2 separate regions of the Mus musculus genome follow, and region 2 is linked to region 1. A link is a contact called in public Hi-C data. All regions are on one chromosome and are shown on one strand. Each heading gives the region's core, a stretch centred on a gene start, on an enhancer-like site or on the middle of the called end of the contact. The rest is flanking DNA. Distances are from core to core; before and after follow the strand shown.

The links. A called contact is a pair of places that touch in the nucleus more often than the background predicts.
Region 2: a Hi-C map of myocytes shows a contact between it and region 1, with 6 times the contacts expected there. The contact joins two enhancer-like sites.

Annotation. Positions count from the first base shown.
Region 1 is chr10:23,084,859-23,091,887 of GRCm38.p6, forward strand. No RefSeq gene overlaps it. Among named protein-coding and RNA genes, the nearest start is that of Gm24655, 79 kb to the right of the region's middle. Within about 2 kb of position 4,648, at least 8 of the 459 cell types and tissues checked have an H3K27ac peak or open chromatin away from gene starts, as enhancers often do. A contact at or near this core is called in myocytes, where this site is marked.
Region 2 is chr10:23,446,954-23,453,544 of GRCm38.p6, forward strand. No RefSeq gene overlaps it. Among named protein-coding and RNA genes, the nearest start is that of Eya4, 100 kb to the left of the region's middle. Within about 2 kb of position 3,223, at least 22 of the 459 cell types and tissues checked have an H3K27ac peak or open chromatin away from gene starts, as enhancers often do. A contact at or near this core is called in myocytes, where this site is marked.

The DNA of each region.
Region 1 (7,029 bases), core at 3,398-5,897:
TGAATGTGTGTTTTATTATGGTGTATGTGTGAACATACATGAGTGTATGTGAATGTGTGTGTAATATATATATATACATATATATATTTGCAGATGCAAGTGTGTATCATATGCTGTGTGTAAATGTATGTGTGCAAGTGAATGTGTATGCTGTGCATATTGTATGTGTTTGTACATACATGAGTGCATGTGAATCCATGTGCCATGTGTGGGAATGTGGTGTGTGCACACATACATGAGTGCAGGCACAGGCATGTATGTATAAAAGCAAAATGAGATTTCATAAACTTAAGACTGTGCATCTGAAGAAATGAGTAGGTTTGAAAGGACCTTTTCAGAATTGTAGAAAGTACTTATGAAATATATTTCTGATAAGTGATAATCCTCTGGCACACATGAGAAACATCTGTTAGAATTAAATAACAGCAATAATAGAGGCAATCCAATCAAATATGGAGAAAAAGTTTGAAAGCATATTTCTCAAAGAAGACAACTGGCCACAGGTGTCAGTGGAAAGATGCTTAGCATCCTACTAGAGAATTACAGGTCAAAAGCATGATAAGTTCTCACCTCATTAAGACAGCCACTGTCAAAACCCAGAAACTAACAAATGTGTTCAAAGATGCAGAGGACCTGAGATCTCTGTGTCCAGCTGTACACGAACTGTGCAATGGCACAGCTGTGATGCACGGGAAGTGGCATTGTGGCTCCTCCAAAATTACAGATGCATCTAGGACATGTGGAGCCAGGAGCCACACAGTGGAATACACAGCTAGACACACCTGAGGTGGGCCCGGAGAACATACTCTCATACTCTTGTTAATTGTGACTGTATTAGAAGTGAGTCCATGGAAACAACCCCAGTGACTATCAATAGAAAACAGTGGCTGGAGAGATGGCCTGAGTTCTAATCTCCAGGGCATAAGCAAAGAATTATCAGGCACAGTTGCACCTGGGCAAAGACACGGCTGGAGAAGCAGAGACAGAGGCTCACCAGACGTGCTGATCGCGTGCGCACACGTATTTATACATAACACGTATATAGTCAGACAGAGATGGAAATTACCTCATTGCTATGTAGATGCAATAGGCTAATAGACGTAGGCTAAGTGAATAGAAAGATACTGTGTGATTTCATTCATACAGAGTAGCTGAACTATTTATGTCACAGAAACATCACTTAGAGTTGTGGTTGCCAAAGACCAGGGTATGGAGAGGAGAGAACAGATATTTAGCCTGTATAGAATTTCAGTTTTGCAAAGTGAGAGAGTTCTAGATCCACGTTGCGTGACAGTGTGAATATGCTTACTGCCACTAAACAACACATTTAAAAGCAGCATGGTAAGTTTAACACTGAGTGAGTTTTGCCACAATAATAATAATAATAATAATAATAATAAATAATAATAATAATAATAATAATATAGTTGAAGCACTTGTCTTCAGAGCTTCAAAGCGCAGCTTTTGTGCTTCAAGCTGCTTAGTCAGTGATGACTTCAGTTTCACCGAAAAGCACTGGTGATAGATAATAAAGATGACGGGACGTCATACCACCAAGCGCTCACACTTCTCCTCATCTGCTTTGAAGAGTAAATGGGTCCTAAACATGAATTAGCATGTGGCATGTGAAAGGAAAGCAGATTTGGTCCTCTGCCCAGTCCTTCAAGGACAGCTCTGTCCATTCAGCTTGCAAGCCGTTCGTTCTCTGAACAGCAGGCCCTTCACGGTCCATGTTGAGCTCATGCCTACATAAACAACCTTCTCTCAACCGATCCATCCCGTGCTCCAGTTAGAGCACGGCAGCAGCTACAGGCTTGCCCGGAGGGCTCTCTGAACCATTCGCTTTAGATTTGGCTCCATTATCTGGCTCCTTCCTATATGATCACAGCATCTGTTAAAATTCTGTAGAGTCCGAGTGGAGCCACGGAAGCTAAAGCCTTGTGAGGCAAGCAGTAAGGGATGCTGCACATGTCTGATACATCAGCGGCTGGCCAGAAATCGGCACATCCCCATAACCTGCCAGAAATGTAAATTCCAGTGTGCCACCCAGACCATGGGAATCGGAGCCCCCGGAGATGATGCTTACTGTTCTGAACCTTCATGCTTTCCTGTGTGATCCTGCTAAGTCCAGCATCTAAATCTGAATCTAAACCTAAAAATATTAAGAAGTGCGCCAGCAGATGGCAGCATGCGACTGTGTCTGTCTACCCATCGAACTGGTCCTTGAGCAGATTAAATTATTGACAGAAGAAATGTCTGTGTTACTGGCTACTTGGTGAAAAATAAAATGTAGTATTACCTTTGTTTCTAAATATGAAAAAGAAAAAGAATTCTATGAGAGGGCATATTCAAAAGTTAGTTTAAAATAATACATTTTTGGTTGTGAGCTCATTCCTTTAATGGCGGAGCCATCTCTTCGACCATAGAATTCGTGGGAGTGGCCAACCAATGCCTGGTCCAACTTGAGACCCAAGCCTGATACTGCCTGGAAGGTCAGGAACTAGAGGCTGGATAGCCAAGAGACCTAGGATAGAACCGAATGCAGCTGAAAAAAAAAGTCAATGAAAGAATTCCTAGTGATATTCTGCTACACTAGTAGACTAGCGCCTAGCATAATATTATCAGAGAGGCTTCTGATAGCAGCAGATGCAGAGACCCACAGTTAAATTAAACATTACATGGAGCTAGGGGATCCCTTAGAAGAGTGGGGGAAAGATTGTAGGAACCAGAGGAGTCTAGGACACTACAAGAACATGACCTACAGAATCAACTAAGCAGGGTTCATAGAGGCTCACAGAGACTCAACTGACAATCGGGGAGTGTGCGTGGGTGTGACCTAGGCCCTATGCAGATCTGTTGTGGTTGTATAGTTTGGTGTTCTTGTGGGACCCAGAGTGAGTGGGGGCCTCTGACTCTTTTGCCTTCTTTGGAACCCTTGTCTTCCTCTTGGGTTGCCTTGTCCAGCCTTGTGCCTAGTCTTATTGTAGTCTGATATGCTATGGTTGGTTGATATTCCCAGGGAGCCTACCCTTTTCTGAAGGGAAGTTGAGGAGTAGTGGATCTGGGGAAGAGGGGAGGGGAGGGGAAGGCACTAGGAGAAGAGGAGGGAGGAGAAACTCAAGTCAGGATGTAATAAATGAGAGAATAAATAAACTAATTAAAAATAAAACCATATATACATATATAATTATCTACATCTCAAATATGAACATCTGGACATCATTTAATATTGTGTGGTATTCAGATGATAAAATACATGTGTTTGTTCTATTAATTATTCTCTTACTGCTAGAGAGTGAAGACTCATCTCACCCCATCCCTGACCACCCTGCCCATACTTTGGTTTCTAGGTTGCCTGCCTAATTTATACATATGTCTTTGTTTTGAATACTGATCGTGGAAAGTTTATATTCTGAAAAAAAAAAAGTTCTGTGCAGGGTAAGCCAGCTTTCCTTACAGCCCAAGGTACAGACTTGGGAAAGACCTTTTTATGCTGTTAAGTGATTACGTGTCATCTACATGGGTATGGGTTCCCAACAGGGGAATTAGGCTTTCTATATACAGCAGATGATTTCTACCCACAGTAGAGAATACAGAGGCTACCACTTTCTTTCGTGTTTCTTTCTTATTTTCAATCTGTAGTCTCACCAGGAAGCTTCTACTGGCCTTGACCTCATAGCCCTTCTGCAGCTGCCTCCCTAGTGCTGCGATCACAGGTAGCTACTAGCACACCCAGCTGCTCTTAGACACTTTGTGCTCATCAGAAGCTGCAGGGTTTGCTCCTGATCTACAGGGAAGCTTTTTGTGGGCTGCCCTCCATGTGACCTGTGCTAGGTCGGCGAGGTCATGGGTCAACTCTGAGCTTCTTCAGACGGGAAGCAGGAAGACCCTAGGAGGCTCCCTTCAACCTCCTCCATACACTTTAAGCATGGACATTGTTTCTTTTTTCCATATTACTGTATCCTAAGGGGCTCTTCCTGATAAATGGCCTTCTGAGTGACAAGCATAGTAGACAAGGCTGGGTGCCAGTGACAGCCTGCCACCTAAGCTTTGTGCTCTGGGCTTCTTATCTCTCACATCAATTTGTTCCTGTCTGAGATCATAAACCGTCAGGGCAGTACTGCACAGCTGGAACGGGGCATTCATCTTCTCTACCCATCTGGTAAATATATTTTCCTGATGTGATGTTGGCTTCAGCACTGCACTGCTGGGGGGCCACGGGAGCCACTGTCTGCTCCTGATCCTTTCTTGTCTTGAGATCATGTTTCATTGTCTTCCCAAGCCAAAACTACAAGGAGTTTGATCCATGGCCAAATAATATGATTCCGGGACACAGAATGGGATTACTGAAGATAAGGCAGCCCGGCCGAGGGGCGTACCGTAAGAACATGCTTATTAGATTGTGCCCTCTGCAGGGGCTTTCCCCCACCCCTGGCAAGCATGAATGCTGCTAAGCAGACACTTTCTTCTGCTCCTGTTACAATCATAGGTTTGTGTTCACTCCTAAAGTAAAACCCAAAGTGACAGTGGCCCGCTGCCACTCAAGAGCCGCAAGCTGTTGTTAGTTCACTTGGGGACAGGGCCTGCTTTCCAGCTGATGCAGTGCTCCAAGAACGCCAAGTGGCAACTCCTGTGCTCTCACAGGTGCAGGCTATTTCTTCCTGAATGAATCACCAGTTCTCCTCTTAGCTCTTTGTGGCACTCAGGGCTGCTTACCTCAGAACCACCAGAAGCGACAGAGTCTCACACTTCGTCCCAAACATCCTTGATGCGCTTTAGGGCACTGCTCTCTGAATATGGTCATGATCTAGCTCTGAAACAGAGCTCAGGGACTTACCTTTGGAAGAAGCTTGGAAAGCAAAGGCATTGTCAACAGTTGAAGACCAAGGGTGATTGTTTAAATAAAGCCAACATGCAAAGGCAAGGACTGCATATATCCAACCACTGTTAAAGATTTACTCATCCTATCTGTATCCATAGATTTTGTTAAGTCCACAGGTTCAGCTAACTGCACATGGAAAACAGCCTACTCAATATACATTCCATTCATACCCAATGTGGACAGATATTTTTCTTGTCATTATTCACTAAGTAATCTACTGACATGGCACGTGTGTTGTGTTAGGCACCAACAGTAATGTAGAAATGATTTCAAGTACAGAAGGGCATGTGCAAGCTATATGACAATACTATACCACTTATGGGAGGGACATAGCATCTTTAGGTTCTGGTATTCCAGGAGAAGAAGTGCAGTAAGCAATCCTCTCAGCTTAATGACTCTTCAAGAAGACAGAACTGGTCTTGCAATTTCTTTACAGAAGTGGTCAATGCCAGTAAACACACCCCCAAATCTCCCAAAACTATACAAACAGTAAGTGCAACGATGAAGAATGCTATGAGGGTTTATTGTATTGCGTTTCAATGGCATGACACTTGTATTCAGTAGGCATGGACTCTGCCATAACTCTTGTCTGCTTACCTGATTTCACTCAAGCCCACAAGGGTGTGGCAAGGTTGAGTCTGCAGCTTACGGTCAACTGGCAAGTTCAGCTGAAAGGAAGTTCTTACCAAGCAAGCCTGAGTGATACCAGCTGAGGCAGAACCTGACATCTGAAATGCTATTGGCTGAAAATAAGAGCTGGGAGTCTAGCACTCCCTGACATGTGCTAACTCACACCCTCCCAGTGCATCTGGGTCTATTTTGGTCTTACTCCTCCATACTTGCCTTAGTTGTAAGTGTATAAAGAACAATGGTAATGCCTCATAGTATTAGGAGAAATGTCAGGGCAAATTCAGACATTCTTGAATTTCCCAGTGAAAGTGACTAACTTGCCACAGATCTCTCTGGGTGTGAGTCAACACACAATAGTAAACTTCCCTAAAACAGTTTGTGAGTTTTTCTTGTAACTGAGTTTTGTGTTTCTCATGTGTGAATTCTGTAGATGGCAACGCAAGCTGCTGCAAGATGAAAGTCTGGCATGCTGGCCTGAAGCTGTGAAGCATCAAGAAAAACCAAAATGCTCAAACTTTTAAGTAACGGTATAGGACCCTTTACCAGTTCTCTTCTTGCACACAGACATTGCTTTAGATGAGGACATTTCACATGCATCATTAAATGCACCTCGGATGCCTGGCAGTGTGCAGAATATAAGCTATATGAAGACAGGAACTAAAAATACACTCAGCGCTCCTCTCAGGAGGAAGCGAACCACACACCATCAAGCAGCTTGCAGGCAATTAATGAATATCTAAATACCAGAATGGACAGCATTCAAGTTCCTGGCAAACAGAACTAGCCAGGAAAGAGTGCTGAAGCCAAGAGAGGATTGTTGTAAGACACAGAGGCAGCCCAGGGGAGGGGCAAGTGGAAACTTCCTGCTTCAGTAAAGATGCAGAGCCCTGTGCCTTCTTGTTTCTAGAGAGAAGCCAGACTCTGCCCTGGGGAGAAGAAGTAAAGAAAGAAGGGAATCAGAACCTCATACAGCAAAAACAGAAAGGAAGAGAGAGAGAGGGAGAGAGAGACAGAGACAGAGACAAAGAGACAGAGAGAGAGAGAGAGAGAGAGAGAAGAGGGAGGGAGAGAGAGACACAGAGAGACAGACAAACAGAGAGAGAGAGAAGAGGGAGGGAGAGAGCACAGAGAGACAGAGACACAGAGAGACAGAGACACAGAGAGACAGACAGACAGAGAGAGAGAAAGAAGAGGGAGGGAGAGAGACACAGAGACACAGAGAGACAGAGACAGAGACAGACAGACAGACAAGAAGGATCCTGTGCACTTCTTGAGTCTCTCTCTCAAGTGCTGCTGCAAGGGACTGAGTCCTTCGCCAGTGGGAAACAGGTGTCTCCTGCCAATTAGGATTTAAACATCAACAGGGGCTTCTTGAGAGAATGATAACAAGCCTAATTGCAAGCAGCAGCTGGAGAGCCCTTGGCTGCACCAAGACAGGTTTTACTAATCCCCATTTTGCTGGGCGCCTGGCATCAAGCTGTGGTCAGCTCCTCTGACATGGGGCTGAGGCTATAAAA
Region 2 (6,591 bases), core at 1,973-4,472, 360 kb after region 1:
ATATGATAGTAAGTGACCCCAAATATTCCACCACAGAACTGCTAATCTGATCAACAACTTCAGCAAAGTGGTTGGATATAAAATTAACTCAAACGAATCAATTGCCTTCCTATACTCAAGGATAAATGGGCTGAAAAAGAAATTAGGGAAGTGACCCCCTTCACAATAGTCACAAACAACATAAAATATCTTGGTGTGACTCTAATGAAACAAGTGAAAGATCTGTATGACAAGAACTTCAAGTCTCTGAAGAAAGAAATCGAAGAAGATCTCAGATGATGGAAATATCTTCCATGCTCATGGATTGGTAGGATTAATATAGTAAAAATGGCTGTCTTGCTGAAGCAATCTACAGATTCAATGCTATTTCCATCAAAATTCCTACTCAATTCTTCATAGAATTAGAAAGAACAATTTGCAAATTCATTTGGAATAAGAAAGAAAAAAAAAAACCAAACAAACAGGATAGTATGCTCACAGTCAGCTATTGGATGGATCACAGGGCCCCCAATGGAGGAGCTAGAGAAAGTACCCAAGGAGCTAAAGGGTTCTGTAACCCTATAGGTGGAACAACATTATGAACTAACCAGTACCCCAGAGCTCTTGACTCTAGCTGCATATGTATCAAAAGATGGCCTAGTTGGCCATCACTGGAAATAGAGGCCCATTGGACTTGCAAACTTTATATACCCCAGTACAGGGGAACGCCAGGGCCAAAAAGTGGGAATGGGTGGGTAGGGGAGTGGGGGGAGGGTATGGGGGACTTTTGGGATAGCATTGGAAATGTAAATGAGGAAAATACCTAATAAAAAATATAAAACAAACAAACAAAAAACAATAAAGGAACTTCTGGCAGAATCACCATCCCTGACCTCAAGCTGTACTACAGAGAAATAGTGATTAAAAACTGCATGGTACCAGTACAGCGACAGACAGGTAGATCAATGGAATAGAATTGAAGAACCAGAAATGTAGCCACACACCTATGGTCACTTGATTTTTGACAAATAAGCTAAAACCATTCAGTGTGAAAAAGACAGCATTTTCAACAAAAGGTGCTGTTTCAACTGGCTTGGGTTTTTTGAACTGATACTAAGCATTTTTTTGTCATTTTAATTCTATGCATTTAATCAAAACAAAATTTTCAGCTTTGACAATTATAACCAAAGTAATGTTTAATGTTAAATGTCCTATAGAATAAAACAGTCAACCAAATTTAAGTTGTATTATGTAAAAACAGGTACATCTATCTCATTATGCAATTATCTTTATTACATGCTAAAATTATAAATAAAAATTATTTTATTAAAATAAAATAGAATTATTTATTAAAATTATTATATTAAAATTAATAAAAATAATCAAAGCTCTTACTTTTGTACCTAGGTATAGGGTGTCAAGACATCTGCAATTTATCATTTATGTATATGTGGGAGTATGGGCTCACGTGTGGATGTCTGAAGACAGCTTTGGGGAATCATTTCTCTGCTTCAACCTTACTGAGACAGGATCTGCCTTGGCTCCTGTCTCAGGCTCCCATCTCTCAGCAGGCATCCTAGGATAAATTCTGTGTGCCAGAAATCTGGCTTCTGAGGACAGCAAGTTAGTCAGTTCCTTCTTTTATAGTTGAGCCATCCTGTCAGCCCCAAATTTTAGTTTCAAATGAGTGACTCAGAAAAACAATGCGTATCCCTATAAGAGGGTGGCAGAGAAATGATTGCAACTTTACACACCAAACCTTGTGGAAGATGCATGTCGTGTGTGGCTGTGTATGAGTTGGTGTAAAAAAAAAAAAATCCATGAGTGGGTGGGTGTTATGAACCATAAAATAAATACGAAGCAAAGCTGAATTCAATGTGTACTGCTTTTTCTTTTCAACATCTTTGTAGTTTTTTCAAAAGTTTCCAAACAAAGGGAAATGCTTTGTAAAGCAAGGGAGAGAGGAGAAAAAGATGATCACTTGGCCCAAATCTCCAGTCACCAGATTACTGAAGAACGTTTGGGGAAGACCAAGATGGAGCCGAGTAGGCTGGAGAAGAACGCTCCATAATGGGTCCGGGACACCAGATGAATTATATTCCTTACAGGCAAAGCTCCTGAACACTCACCGTCCTAAATCTTATTTTTATATGGCACACATTTAGAAAATTTAGGAGTGTCCTGGAAAGTTATAACAGCTGGTGTGCGAGTGTTGGGCCCTGGGGCTGGGGGGCGGTTGAATGTCTGAGGAATTCCAAGGCTCTGGAGAAGTGTTTGAGAGCATGGCCCCAACTGCCTGGGAGCTCTCAATGTGAGAAACAAGTCACACTGGACAGGGCCTGACAGATGTTATAAAGGGGTGGTGTTAAGTGACTTTTTCAGGATATTAAACCAGCATCCTAGCTGGCAGGGAAAAAAAAAAAAAAAAAAGAATTGTCACTGACATTGTGTCAGCCAATGGAGACGTGGCTGCTACTCTCTGAGCTCTGGGAACCATTATACACGGGCGATCGATAGGCTCTCAGGCTGGAACCTAAATAATGATTTCTAATAAAACCTATTTTAGACTGTTTGGGCTAGAGAATAGAGACAAGTCACCAAACATAATGTACTTAAAGCCAGCCACCCCCTCCCTTTCTCTCTTTTTAAAGAGATGAATAATGGACGAGAGATCTGGCGATAAGGCAAGAAGGGGGGGGGGGGTGAAAGGCCTTTTGGTGCTGGCCAATCTGCTTAGCTAATGGCTGTAAACGGACACCCCTAATGAAATAAAAATGTCTCAGTTCAAGTACATAGCTGTGCGGTTGTTAGCCACGCTGAACTCTGGCTGAGGTCCTGGTGATGGGTACTAAGCAACTGGCCGACAGTTTCCCATGGCTCCCTCTCTTCCTAGACCCTCGTTGAAAAGCAAATTAAAAAAAAAAAAGATGGAGATCGTGCCCCCACATTAAAGGACAGTAGCAGCCCAATTTTCCTCAGGAGAAGCAGTGTGCTCGGTCATTTTTGTCTCTTGTCCCTGCATGCCTGTGAATGGTTTAATTTACATCCCAGAGTCTAAGGCTGGTGGTCAGTCGTGGGCAGGTTGCACTGTTTAGAAGGCAAATTCGAGACAAGAGGGGCCTGTGCTTGATGGGAGCTTGTCTCAAGCCCCTCCGCGTTCCCTCTTCCTCTGACCTGCTACTTCAGCCAGGAGGAGAAGCCCTGTCCAAATGTGCTAAGATGAGATGGCTGTGGTTAAACTGGTTTCCCCCACTCGCCCTGCCCTCGCAGCTCGCAGTTGTCTGATTTCAATCAGCGGCAGTTCCTTGCACATGTCCCACCATCAATCTCTGCCGCCCCTGGATGAGTGTGGCACAACACAGGGCCGCGTTCCAGTGAAAAAAAAATAGCCTTTGCCGCAGCTTTCCGTCTTCAGCCACTGATAAGTATGCCTTTGATATTTTTATTAAAAAAGAAAGAAAACACATTGGGAAATATGTTTCATTTCTTATGGCACAGACCAAAGCCCCTGAGGCCGAAGGGGATTGAGGTCCGTTGAGTGGGAAAACAGACAAGACAGAGCTGAGCTCCGCTTTGAGAGCTGTGCCAGACAGAAACGACCTACCCATGAAACAGGAGCCCTACAGTGTCTATAAGGGTGCACCCATATAGCCAGCAGCCATTTTTCACAAACAGCAACAGCCTCATAATTCTTCTCCAGCCAGGGCCTTGTATCCAGTGGCAAAGACATTTGGAAAGCATAAATCCCAGCCCCAATTCTCATATTCTGTCACGCTCACTGGCTGGGTTGGGGCATCTTGCTGAACTTAACAGTGTTTGCTGTGTCATTGCAGCACTGGATGTAGAAAGGCAGGTGTTGGGACAGAAGTGGGGACAGTGTGGGACACTGGGAACGTATTGTTGTGACGAAGGGTGATCATGGCTGGGCTCCTGAAAATGCTTGCCCAATTAGTCACCTCAAAGTGATGACCCAGTAAATAGTCTTCTTGTTTAGCTGTCTGTTTTAAAGTAGGCTGTTCCAGTTTCAAGGGTCCACTTACTTTCCTGGAAGAGTCACTGAGAACTGTTGTAGGCACAGAGAGGTAGACACGCTGGTCCTTGGGTATCCCTTCTGCCACCCCTATTGTGTATCTCTGATGCTAAGGAGAAGGTGATCTGGGAAGGATCGATTTTAGTTGGGTTCAAAACCATCATGAAATTTTGGGGGGTGTGGTCTGTGTATCACATGCATGCAGTGCTCGAAGAGGCCAGAAGGGGGCATTAGATCTCTGGAACTAAAGTCACAGGTGATCATAGCCACCATGTGGATGCTGGAGATCTAACCCAGGTCCTCAAGAGCAGCCAGTGCTCTTAACCACTGAGCCATCCCTCCATGTCCTATCACCACCATCACCACCACCATCATTGCTAATCTGTCTCTCTGTCTTTCTCTCTCTGTCTCTCTGTCTCTGTCTGTGTGTGTGTGAGAGAGAGAGACAGAGACAGAGACAGAGACAGAGACAGAGAGATAGATAATGAGAACCTGTGGAGTCCAGAGAAAACTTCAGGTGTTGTCTGTCTTACCTTCCTCTCTCTTTCTCTCTGCTGCATGCTTCCAGCTAACTGGTCTGTGAGCTTGTAGGGATCCTCAGGTTCCCATCTTCTGTCATCTGTAGGAGCGCAACATGCTACCACATCTACCTCCTTAAGGGTTCCAGGTTCAAACTCAGGCACACACTCTCTTACATAGTGATCATTTTACCCACAGATCCGTCCTCTCAGCTCCTGGTTTCAATGAAGGCAGCTATTCAATCTAGAGTGGTCTATCATATTACTTGCTCAGTCTGTGTCCACTCAAAAATGGGATTTATTGTTAAACAGGAGCGTCCATATCTGACCCCTCATAACCAGTGTGTTATTTGGAGGTCACAAATACACCATCCACCTTGCTGACTTATAGCAAGCCAACTGTAGTTTGAGTGCCTCTGTAGAAACCTTGAAGAGCTGGGGACAGTAATTCCAAAACAGATGTAGAAATTTGAGTTGAAAGAACTATGGTTCGTGGAGCATCTCTATTTAAGAAAGTCTTAAACTTGGAAATAATGGCAGAGTCCTGGGTTTTGGATAAGCTGGCAAATTTTGTTCCAAGTATCTGGATACTGTGCACACTTTGGATAAACTTTTCATGACACAGCTAACCGCCAACCATGGCAGGACCGGAGGCAATATTTGCGGAAGTTTGTGTCCTCATTTTAATGAGGATGAGATTCATGTTAAAGTGGTGGAGGGTCACAGCAGTTTCAGAATGATACCAAGAAATCGCTTTCTTCAGTAAGTAGCGTGTTCAAACCCTTCAATGGCTTCCCTGTGTGACAGCCCTTTCCCATGGGGTCAGTTGAAGTCAGTAGCCTCTCTGCACTTGCTACCTCAACAAACTACATAAGATGTTGCTAGTTCTGAATGCGGAAAAGTTAAATTAATTAATAATATTGCTGTTTCTGTTCATATAGATGGTTGATAATGCTCATTACTGTGAACATTGTGGACACAAGGGCTACAGCAGAATTTTTAAAAAAGTTATTTACTCATTCAACTGATAATTTTGAGAAGTTAGCCATGTGTTGGGTACAGTTCTTAGGGGTTGGGACATAGCAGAAAAAAAAAAGTTAAGTACTTCATGGAATCTATCCACTAAAGAAGATGTTTAAGGGAAAAAAAATCAACGTTATAGTACTCATATAGTATTGCTGCTGATAGTAATAGAGATAGCTTTTCTGAAAAGATTTATTTGAATATAAAGTTGAAAAATGAGAAGTAAGCCAGAAACACATCTGAGAGAACAATATTCCAAGCAGACAGACCAGTCTACAAACAGGAACAGGGCAAGCTAAAGGAAGGGTGACTAGCCATTTCAGAGTATCCAGGACTGAGGGGTATAGGGTGTTCTCAGGACACAGGATGTTTAATGCTAAAAGCAACAAAGTCTTGAGCAAGCATGGAGGAGTTACCCACATTATGTATGACCACACATCCTAAATGAGAGGCTGGGCTATGAAATGAGATGGTGCTGTAGATGGCGACACCCTCGGGGAAACTCCTCAAGGCCGTGGTAGGAGCTATTTTATTCTGAGTCTAACAAGCTTTTATGACTCATAAGACTGTATGGTACAAGTAGTCGCCATCATAGACTGACATTGACTCAAGTTATTTAGTATGTAGCACTGAGTAGATACAGAGTTAGTGGCATCTTAGATCCTGTGAAGTTTCAGAAAACAAAAGTATGATAGTGTCTTAGGGTTGCTATTGCCACGATGAAACCCCATAGCCACAGCAACTATTATTTAAAAAAAAAAATGGAGGCTTGCTTACAGGTTCAGAAGTTTAGTCCATTATTGCCAAGGCTGGGAATGTGGTGGCATGTGGGCAACATGGTGCTGGAGAAATAGCTGAGAGCCCTACATCTGGATTTTCAGGCATCAGGCAGAGAGAAATGCTGGACCTGGCTTGAGCACTTGAAACCCCAAAGCCTACCCACAGAGACGCACTTCTTCCAACAGAGCCAAACCTCCTAATAGAGCCATTCCCTAACGACCAAGCATCCAAATGTATGTGTATATGGGAGCCATTCCTAGT